Regions from separate parts of the Mus musculus genome. Here regions 2 and 3 are each linked to region 1. A link is a contact called in public HiCAR-type and HiChIP or PLAC-seq data. All regions are on one chromosome and are shown on one strand. Each heading gives the region's core, a stretch centred on a gene start, on an enhancer-like site or on the middle of the called end of the contact. The rest is flanking DNA. Distances are from core to core; before and after follow the strand shown. Region 1 overlaps Kcnc2 (potassium voltage gated channel, Shaw-related subfamily, member 2). Region 2 has its middle 41 kb from the start of Kcnc2. Region 3 holds the start of Kcnc2 (potassium voltage gated channel, Shaw-related subfamily, member 2).

Evidence for each region. HiCAR-type assays count read pairs that join an accessible place to other places. HiChIP or PLAC-seq counts read pairs in DNA pulled down with a chosen protein or histone mark.
Region 2: a HiCAR-type map of embryonic stem cells shows a contact between it and region 1, with 6 times the contacts expected there. The contact joins two enhancer-like sites. A contact is called at or near these places in 1 of 15 datasets of contacts at CTCF or cohesin (the NIH/3T3 cell line), 2 of 484 Hi-C or Micro-C datasets (both in embryonic stem cells) and 2 of 115 datasets of contacts at active chromatin or transcription factors (both in embryonic stem cells).
Region 3: a contact with region 1 is called in an H3K4me3 HiChIP or PLAC-seq map of embryonic stem cells, with 15 read pairs. The contact joins the promoter of Kcnc2 here to the enhancer-like site in region 1. A contact is called at or near these places in 2 of 39 promoter capture datasets (3T3-L1-derived adipocytes and hippocampal neurons), 3 of 484 Hi-C or Micro-C datasets (cortical neurons, embryonic stem cells and nephron progenitors) and 2 of 115 datasets of contacts at active chromatin or transcription factors (embryonic stem cells and stem cell-derived neural progenitor cells).

Annotation. Positions count from the first base shown.
Region 1 is chr10:112,398,782-112,401,929 of GRCm38.p6, reverse strand. All of the region lies in intron 2 of Kcnc2 (potassium voltage gated channel, Shaw-related subfamily, member 2), which reads right to left. Among named protein-coding and RNA genes, the nearest start is that of Kcnc2, 130 kb to the right of the region's middle. Within about 2 kb of position 1,684, at least 22 of the 459 cell types and tissues checked have an H3K27ac peak or open chromatin away from gene starts, as enhancers often do. A contact at or near this core is called in embryonic stem cells and hippocampal neurons, where this site is marked.
Region 2 is chr10:112,227,799-112,230,946 of GRCm38.p6, reverse strand. No RefSeq gene overlaps it. Among named protein-coding and RNA genes, the nearest start is that of Kcnc2, 41 kb to the left of the region's middle. Within about 2 kb of position 1,671, at least 8 of the 459 cell types and tissues checked have an H3K27ac peak or open chromatin away from gene starts, as enhancers often do. A contact at or near this core is called in embryonic stem cells, where this site is marked.
Region 3 is chr10:112,268,602-112,271,749 of GRCm38.p6, reverse strand. It overlaps Kcnc2 (potassium voltage gated channel, Shaw-related subfamily, member 2), which reads right to left and starts at 1,733. Exons shown (of 5, transcript NM_001379643.1): 1 at 1,202-1,733; 2 at 1-63. The coding sequence starts at 44.

The DNA of each region.
Region 1 (3,148 bases), core at 435-2,934:
ATATCATTATTTCAAAGTTAATAGCAACTTCATTGGAAATTGCCAATGCTTGGAAGGAATCAAACTCTCCATGGTGAAAGGTTGGCAGACGGGGAAATACCCTTCTATGTCATAGCCCCCAAAGCCACTTTTCAGAACACAACGAGACGTGGAAAAACTTAAATCCATATTGCTAAGGATTGGGTGCCTTCTCATCTCCCATTCCCTAGTCTGCCTCTTTCCCTGTCCCTAGAGTTATGTCTTTAAAATCCCATAAAATAATAAAAAAATGCATCCTATCTTATGTAAAAAGTCATCCTACCTAATAAAAATATTTAGAAACAACATAGTTTGGTTCTGGTGGCAAAAACTAAGGACAGGGGAACAATCGCAGCATAATAAACTTTATTGCCTGACAGCTATGTCACATTTGACCAAAAAAAAAAAATTTAATTTTAACCTCTCTGCTGCTAAGTTTAAACATTTACAAAACAGAGGTAACATTTATAGCCATTTCCTTTATTTTTTTTCTTGATATAAAGTGCTTAGAAACCTAATAATCTTTTCTTTCTTCTTGTGGAAATAAGAACAAGATCAAGTTATGAGGTGGTTCTGTTTAGGCCATTAGTATGAATTTACTGCTTTCTACCTTTGAGAATTCTGTTTAATAAGCAAGCAGGCTGTTTACAGTGATATGAATGTGCTTAATTAAAAAGCCTTGCTCACATCCAAACCTTAAGGAGAGGGTTAATTGTCAGTGTTCAGTATACAGCCCAAGCCTTTTGTAAGTACACACTGATCTTATCTAGATACAACTATCTTAAAAATATGCTTGCATGTTTGTGTATTTCATGTGACTAAGCATCGGCTGCGTTTTCTAGACATTGGTTCCTATTTTTCCTAATAAGAAACATAAGCAGCCCGTTAGTGCTCACGTGTCCTGCCGGGCTCTCGTGTTGCTATGCAATCTGTTGCTATTTGTAAAATATTTATTTCGAATTACTTTGGTTGGCTGATTCGAGTTTCATTTCCACAGAGAGCTGCAGGGAAGCTTCTCCAACATTCTAAATCTATCTCAAATCCCTTTTCTCTGTAGACTTCTTAGATTTTCATGGTCTGGTAACAGGAGTACTTTTTTCCCCCTGCTATCATACCGCAAGAATTTCAAGGATGAATAAAATCACAAGCAAAGTGTGCTCTGAAAAAAATAATGTCCCACAGGAGACCTGCTGATACAGGGAGTAGGACTTTGCCTTGGGAGCTTGGAAATGTGATCCTGGTGTCCTGCTGACTCATTGTTTGACCTTGTTCAAGGACATTCTTCACTGTGTGCCATGAATGACCAGAAAGTGTCAATAGCGTCCACATTCTTTGATGGTAGCTTCTGGAATAATAACCTCTTTTAATGACAAATCTCACAAGCGGTGCTGCTTAAAAATGCAAAACATCACTATTACTTATGCAAAATAATATAATAAAATGCAAATGGGAAGCTAGGATGTATTCGTTTGAAAAAAATAGGAACAGGTTTTTGAGAACTGGCAGACACGCAAGGGGCTATTTGTTCTGACATAAATTATATTTGGAATTCTAAGATTCCGATGAGAGGAGAAAGTGATTATTGTACATACAAACTGTACAATGCTTCCATGGGACCTGGAGTTTCATTTCATTCCCATTCAGATACAGTTCCATTTGCTCACATTTTGGGTTGTTCCATGAAAAGCCCAGCTGCTTGCCCAGCTGTGTATCAGCCATTCTTGACCACAGCCTTATTAGTGGGTTTCTCCCCCCAACTATTTCCTTCAATGCTAAAAAAATGACAGCGCCTCGATCTGAAGGTCATACGGAAAAGTTTCTGATTCTGCGAGCACGAGGATTATAAAATGAGATACCATTCAGATATTCTCCTATAAACATATGGTGTTTATCAGAAATCCAATCCTGAGTTGTTAGAGCTTCATCACAAAGCTGTCAAATGATCAATTATCTGAAGATAAAGAGCTCAGCCTCTGAGAAAAATATTCTATATCCCTACTGCTCTCGTTCCAATTTCAAGTAACTACACACAAAACATATTTGAAGGAAGGCTGTCCCATCTCTGTGCACATTAAAACATTTGTCAGAAAGGCAGAGCAACTGTGATCTATGGGACAGAAGAACCAGTGTCAGCTTTCCCTGGGAGCAAATTGTGCTTTGACCTTGGGATAGCATGCAGCCCTCCTTGTTGGCCTCCATTTATACCCAAAACTGGGTGCTTTAAAACTGTGCCATAGAACTGGGTTCTGTGACCATATTTTAGGACAGATTAAAGTAGCAGGGAAGAAAGAAAGTAATTTATTTTGGATGGAATTTGGGGTTCCTACTTACTTAGTCTAGCTGTATATAGTCTTATTCCTATAATTGTAATGAGCGTTGGTTTAATGCATATGTTTCCCCTTCTAAATACATTCAAAATAACAAGCTGATTCCTACAGCCTTCACAATGGGGTTGCAGAGCTGAGGAAAGAGTTGATATAACTAAGACGAATTATCTTCAATCTGTTCCTTCAGCAGGACTACATCCGAGGTTTGTTCTTGCTTTGATTAATCTGTTATTATAGCATTATGCACTGAAATATGTTTCTGCATGTCTTCTGAGAAAACATAGTCTGCCAATTCATATGGCCACCAGAAAAATGTATAAAAGAACAAATACATATATTTTCATAATGCTACATAATTTTGACAGATATTTAAGTTTACATGTTTGTTATGCCCTTTTATTGCATACAGAAATAAACATGGAAGCAGAAATTTTAGGATGTTATCAAGCAATCTTTTACATTTTTTCTCAATTATTTTGCCAGTATCCCTTTGGGATTTTCCATTTTCAATAGTGGTCATGCATTTAAGGAGCCTTGGTAAAAATATGTAGATAATTATTCAAAATCTAAAATTATACCATAGAATTTTGATTGCATACAGTTTTCAATATAATTCTGTCTCAGGCACAAGCATGACAAAGAACATCCTAATCACGATATTCTTTAATAATTTTTGTGTTATAAAAGGTGATCTAGCTGCGGGCATAGATTCTGATGAAGGTGAAATGAAACAAAACTCAATCAAACTAAAAAGCAGTCAGGGGGTTTTAAAAGTAAGATATCATGCATAACAGCATCAACTT
Region 2 (3,148 bases), core at 422-2,921, 170 kb after region 1:
AAGATGCATCATTGCAGGTCCTATAAAATCATCTTGATGCATGGTGCTTTGAGGTGGAGCCTCCTGGAGTCAGAGTTCTTGCTGAGGCCAAAACCAGGTAACCAACATGAAGCAGCCTGGCTGCTGGGCTGCGCTTTCCACAGCAGGCCTGCAGAAGCTGAGAACCTTTCCTGTAGAACTGGATGCTGCAGACTAAGGAAAGGAGGAGAAGGGGAAAGAGTTATGATCAGCACCTGTCATCTTGGGTTCAGTGGCTGAATTTAGCCTGAATCTGGTCTTTGGAATCTGTGGATGTGTACCAATGCCTGACCTGCCCCTGTTCCATCTTTTATGGGTCTTGTTTATTGTTCATACATATGTTCACACACCCTTCAGGAAGACGAAAGCTCCAAGCAGCTTATGTCTGTTCACAGAATGGTGATGAGTGTGCGCCCATGTGGTGGGTGTTGAGCTGTAATCAAACAATATAAAATGCCAGTTTAGAAAAAATAAGTTTAAGACATTAATTTGCAACGTTCTGAATGTACTTGATAATATATTTTAATTTTGAAAGATTCTGAAGTTGCTCTTCCACAAAAAAAAATCTATGTGAAGTACTACATGTTAATCACCTAGATGTAACCATTCCTCAAGATCCATCTGTACATGTCTATGTGCAAGTTTCCTAACATTATGTTTCACATAGTACATTTGTTTAATATTTTGTTTAATCTTTAATTATATTGTTGATTGTCAGTGATTTCGTATTGCCTGTTGAAAGTGTGCACTCCACACAGAATTGAATCTTTAACATTGCAAAGCTAATTAAATCTTTAGAAATTGTAAAGTTATAAATTCATCAGAAGAATTTAAACCAGAATTGTTCTGAATATCTGCGAGTTTAAATTTCTGACCCCAACCCACAATAATTTCACAATGCCCTGGGAACCTAATTTTTCTTTATCAAAGACAAATTGTGATTGTGAGATGAAATACATTCTATGGGAGCAGAGTCTGTTAAAATTTCTCAGGGAAAGAGCTATAAAAGAGCTGTGTTTCATAATGATTTATTCCTATGATTTCTATAAGGATTTATCCCCCGTGTGAAGTTACAGAATGGCAGGTAAATGGAGGTGGATTTGAGGACTGAACCAGCAGCAAGCTCTGGAGTGAGGAATCCATGCCTGGGGTGATCATGTTTGCATGAAAAAAGGAAGGACTGGACTGTGTGGTCTCCTCTACTGAAGAGTTTTCTGTAGTTAGTGACTCTGTAATTAGTAGGAAGGAAGAAAACAGAATAATGGGCAGAGTTGAATTCACTTGTTAGGGAAGTTTAGTGAGTACCCACAAACTAGACTCCTTAAACACTAGCTGCCACGCCCTGCCCTCCAGTCAAGTCTGCTTGACAGGCTGAAAAAGTCTGTAAGCACTCAACTAGGAAAAGAGTTTCAAGGAAACTCACCTCCTGGAGCTTTGGCGTTCTCATTTACCCTTATACTCATACTCTATTCCTGGTTAGTCCGGTGTACGGATCTACGAGCTCTCTTTTAATATTTTATTATAAATGCCTTTTAAGATTAAATTCTGTTATAGTTAAGTCTCCCCATTGTTCCAAGGTCCCAGAAGTCTGTGAGCTTGAAATCCGGCAGGATTGCAGAAAGGAAGTTACCTATTCAGTTACTAATTAAACATTACAAAAGACAGAGCCAGTAGCTCAGAGCTGGTCTGCAAAATATTTACCAAGGACAGTAGTAGCAAATCTCACCCAAACAAGGGAATAATAGAGCTAGGGAATCCCACTGAGACAGAGATCTTCTCTACAACTAGGTATAGCAAGCTTCACATTAGAAGCAAGTTGGTAAATTCTTCTGTAGACCCAGGAAATAGGGTGTTGGGGTACTGCAGTATTCATGAAAAGATCTGCTAGTGCAGAACCCCGAGGTGGGTTTAACAATAGACTAGTTTACACCTGGCTCCCTTCTTTTGCAGCAGCAGCCTGGTCCCCACCTTCTTTTGATGTATACTTTCCTTTTGTATTGGGTCACTGTAACTTGGTGGATTGTATTTTGTCTGGTTTCTTGTTATTTCTCTGGTATAAAAAGTTTGATGCTCAACCTGACACAATACATTCAGATTCTACACAACCTCGCATGTTGATCTGTCTGTCACCCGCCGATGCCTTGCCCACCTGCCCCAGAGACCCGTTCCACGCAGACGAAGGGACCCAGAGGGTCTACGGCAACTAGCAACTTAGGTCTGGAGGCCTAATGCCCAGCCTCTCCCCCTTGGTCTTTGAAGGGACTAGTACTGTACACAAGACATCTCAAGACCAAAACTCAGCACCAAGGAGATTTATTTGCCCCAGAGGAACAAAGAACAGGGAATAAGAGACAAAGGAAGAAAAAACAAAGATAGAGGACAAGGGAGAAGGAGATGGAAACAAGGGAGATGGATGGGATATTTGTCCCGGAGGAAAAAGAACTGCTTGGATAGAGAGGAGACAGAGGTGGTCATCAGAAAATAGTAGTTTATAAAGGTAAAAGGGGAACTCCCATGTTAGGATGAGGGGTTTAGTTTTAGTTGGGCATGTTAATTAGATGACAGGGGTGGGGGTAGCTTTTGATGGCTGGACTTCAATACTTTGATAGCTGGACCTTGGTAGTCAGCCTCCAGAGAAAGTGGCCAAATAAGGGAATAGACCTTGGTGGCTAGCTTTAGGAATATAATCTAACAGATTACAGATTGCAAGACAAAAGAGCTAGAGGAAAGGCAAGCCTTGCCAGAGTCAGGTTTGCCATGCTTCACCAGCGAGTGCCCCTTCTGTCTTCATGTCCGCGGTTTATCCTCTACATGGTAACTGATCTGTATGCATGAACGTAGTAGTAGGTCCTCTTACACCTCTTACAACAAACAAACAAACAAACAAACAGTGGATTGGGATGCAGCTATTGACTTTATTTCAGCTTGTTTGTTTACATACTGGCCTTCCTGCAAATACAGTCATATTCTGAGGTCCTAAGATTAAATATGTCAACAGAACAATTCAGAGAGTAAAGACTTGTGTGTGTGTGTGTGTGTGTGTGTGTGTGTGTTGTTAAAAAAAAAGAAGAAGCTAGAGATCTGCTTGTTAGAGTGAGGTATGGTGGAAAAGAGGATGCCTCTGCACACC
Region 3 (3,148 bases), core at 484-2,983, 130 kb after region 1:
CCGACATTGAGGATCACCCTCTCGTTGCTCTCGATCTTGCCCATCTCTGTGGCTCAGACATGACTAGGGGAGGCGAACACAGCACCAAGTTAAAGCTCTCGTGGGTCAGAGACTCATCAGGACCCCACCCTACCCCCTACCTCAACCCAAGAGTGCCAAACTGCAGAGCTGGCAAGTGGAAAGGACCCTCCCAGGAGGAGCTTGGTGCCCAAGTCCTGTCCCCGCCTCTCGCATCCCTGGCCCAGGTTCCCAGAGAACGAAGAACAGTTGAGTCTTCCTTGACCTTCCAGGAAACCTTTTTCTCTTGCGGCACACAGTCCACCCTTGGCTCTGACCTCTCTTTCCTTCTTGCCCTCCACCATGCCTCCCCTCTATCCCTGTCACATCCAACCTGCTTTAAGTCCCCAAGCCCCTCTTTCCTTTCCCTAAATCCCCACCGTTCAGTCCCCAGCCTTTTTTTCTACCCGCCTTTGCTCCAAGCGCTCCTCCCTAACTAGACCCCTTACCCACTATCCCATCCCTCTCTCTCTCTCGCTCAGCCCCTCCCCTGTTCTTAATGCAATTCCCCCATGAGGGAGTTACATTTGCTGAGGCAACTTAGCAGTGTTGAGTGGGAGGAGGCCAGGAGTGCCCCAGCTGCCTGCATACCCTGGTCCAACCTTAAGACAGCTCTCCCCACCGCCACCACCACCCCCAGCACTAGGGGAGTGCCCTTTGCCCGCTCTGTTCTCAGTTCACTTCTCTCCCTCACCTACCAGGCAGAAGACTGAACCCAGAAGTCAGAACAACAATAACAACAACAAACGTCCTCGCTACCGCCTTTCACCAAGGAGACCTCTGACTAATTTCCTCATCCAATTTCCTTTTCACATTACTGTTGCCGTTTGTTGCTAAATGTTATTATTACTTGGGAAAGGAAACGGCTAACTAGGATCCATCTTTGAGGACAAAAGTGAGCAGTCTCTGCCACCCCTCCCCCTTCCCAAGAAAAACAAACATCTTGGGGTGGAGAGTGGGGGGTTGCTTTCGAGGAGGGGCGAGGCCCAGGAGAAGCTGAGGGAGGCACACCCCCTGGGTCGCTGAGCTAGACCGCCTGTTTCCAGCTTCTCCCCAGGGGCTCCACAGCCAAGCTCTTAAAGCTAGGCAGGGGGATGCCCGCCTGCGCTGCCCTTCCTTTTCTCCCCTCCTAGTCCCCGGATACCTTAAGGAGACCGGGAGTAAAGTGGATCTGCTTGGGTCTCCCTGTGGACGAGGTTCTTCCTGCAGTCGGACAGAGTCTCTGCGACCAGCTGAGCCGCCCTCCTCAAAGGAGAAACTACTTGTTGGCGTTTTTTCGGGGTTCAGGTGGTTGATCCGCTTCTCTGGGTGCTGAGGTCGGGGAGACAGTCCCCGCCTGCCGCCCGCCGCGCTCCCTGCCTTCACGCTGCTGCGATCTGCTGGCTCTCCCATAGCCACCCTCCGCACCCAGAGTCACCATCGCGCGGGGCTGGGCGAACCATGGAGCTCGGGGCGGGTCCAGCTGGCACAGCCCGACCCCGCCGCAGACCTTCGGGTCGGCTGGCTGTGTCTGGAGCGGAGGCTGACCGAAGGACAGGGGGGCTCACCCAGTGGAAAGTGAAGGCTCTCAGCTTAGATTTGGATCCACAGATTTGGTGCTCCCCCCACCCCCGCCCGAAAGCGTCCTCTGCTAGAGCTGTTCTTCACCACCGCTTGCCTGAGCACACAGCTACAGTGGGTGGGTGGGTCTGGGGAATCTAGGATAAGCAGCACCGTCCTCCGCCCTCTCTGGAGCCCTACCTGCACTCTTTAAGCACAGATCTCCAGACCCTGTCTCCTCACTGCCCCACCCCTCCCAACAAGAGAGAGAGAGAGAGAGAGAGAGAGAATCTAAAGCCAATTGTATCTTTTCCTTAATGACAGCTGACAGGAGAAGTCTGCTTACAGGTGACAGGGATCTTGTTTCTTGTGTCTTCTACAGGGCTCTACTTTCTCTCTTCACTCAAATGTAGGTCTCCAGCCACCACCTCACGGTTATGTAAAACAAAACAAGTTTCTAAAAGTTTATCCCAGGAACATAATGCTCCAAAAAGTAAAACTTCAGCTTCCTTTGTCTGAAATAACCAAGCAACAAAGCAGTGCTCTCATCAGCCAAGTCCCAGTTAACTCTACTGTCTATCTGGGCCTTGTTTGTGCTGCTAGCGCTGATAAAATTAAGTATTTACAACCGCAGGGCTTTCCCCCCAGAAGAAATAGAGTATCTTACAATTTCAGGGTTCAGGGTTGGTCCTTCTGTAGGCCCTGAGGATAGAATGTGATCCAGTCAGCTACATGAGCTTGAAGGTAGCTAGTTTCTCCCAGCATCTCCTCACACCACTCTCTTCCTGTGTACATGTTATGTGTGTCTCCAGATTCTCCCTTCTCCGTGACATCACCCACATGATACAACAACCCTTGATAACGGCCTCATTTTAACCTGATCACCTCTAGACCATGTCTCCAACTAAAATCACCCTTTAATTAGTGGACATTGGGACCCCAGTAGATTGTCTTAGGGAGAACATGATATAACTCATACTAGATCTCATCACCAAAAAAAGCATGTTCTCTCTCTCTCTCTCTCTCTCTCTCTCTCTCTCTCTCTCTCTCTCTCTCTCTCTCTCTCTCTCTCTCTCTCTCTCCCCCCCTCTCTCTCTCTCTCTGTGTGGGTGTGTGTTTACATTTCAAGGAGAGACAGAGAGAGGGGACAGGTGGAATGGAGGAGGAGGAGCCAGAGCCAAAGAAGTGTACCGTTCCACAACTCCATGAGCAATGAGCAATGTTAGGATCAACATCCAACCAGTAAGGAAAGCATCAGGATGTAAATAGAGGGAGGGATCTTTGAAAAAACAAATTTTGCTGTCAATACTGTTATTTAGCCACAAAGTCGGCTGCAGCTGTCAAATTGACATGACTGGAAAAAGAAACTTAATTGATGAATCACCTCCATCATATTGACCTGTGGGGATAACTATGGGGCATTGTTTTTTACTTAATAGTTGATGTAAGAATACCAGACTAGGGAAAAAAATTACCAAATGAATTCGAATTCTATTGTCCCAGCTATTCCTTTATTTAATGTCATAAGTTCAATATAGAAAAGAATATGATA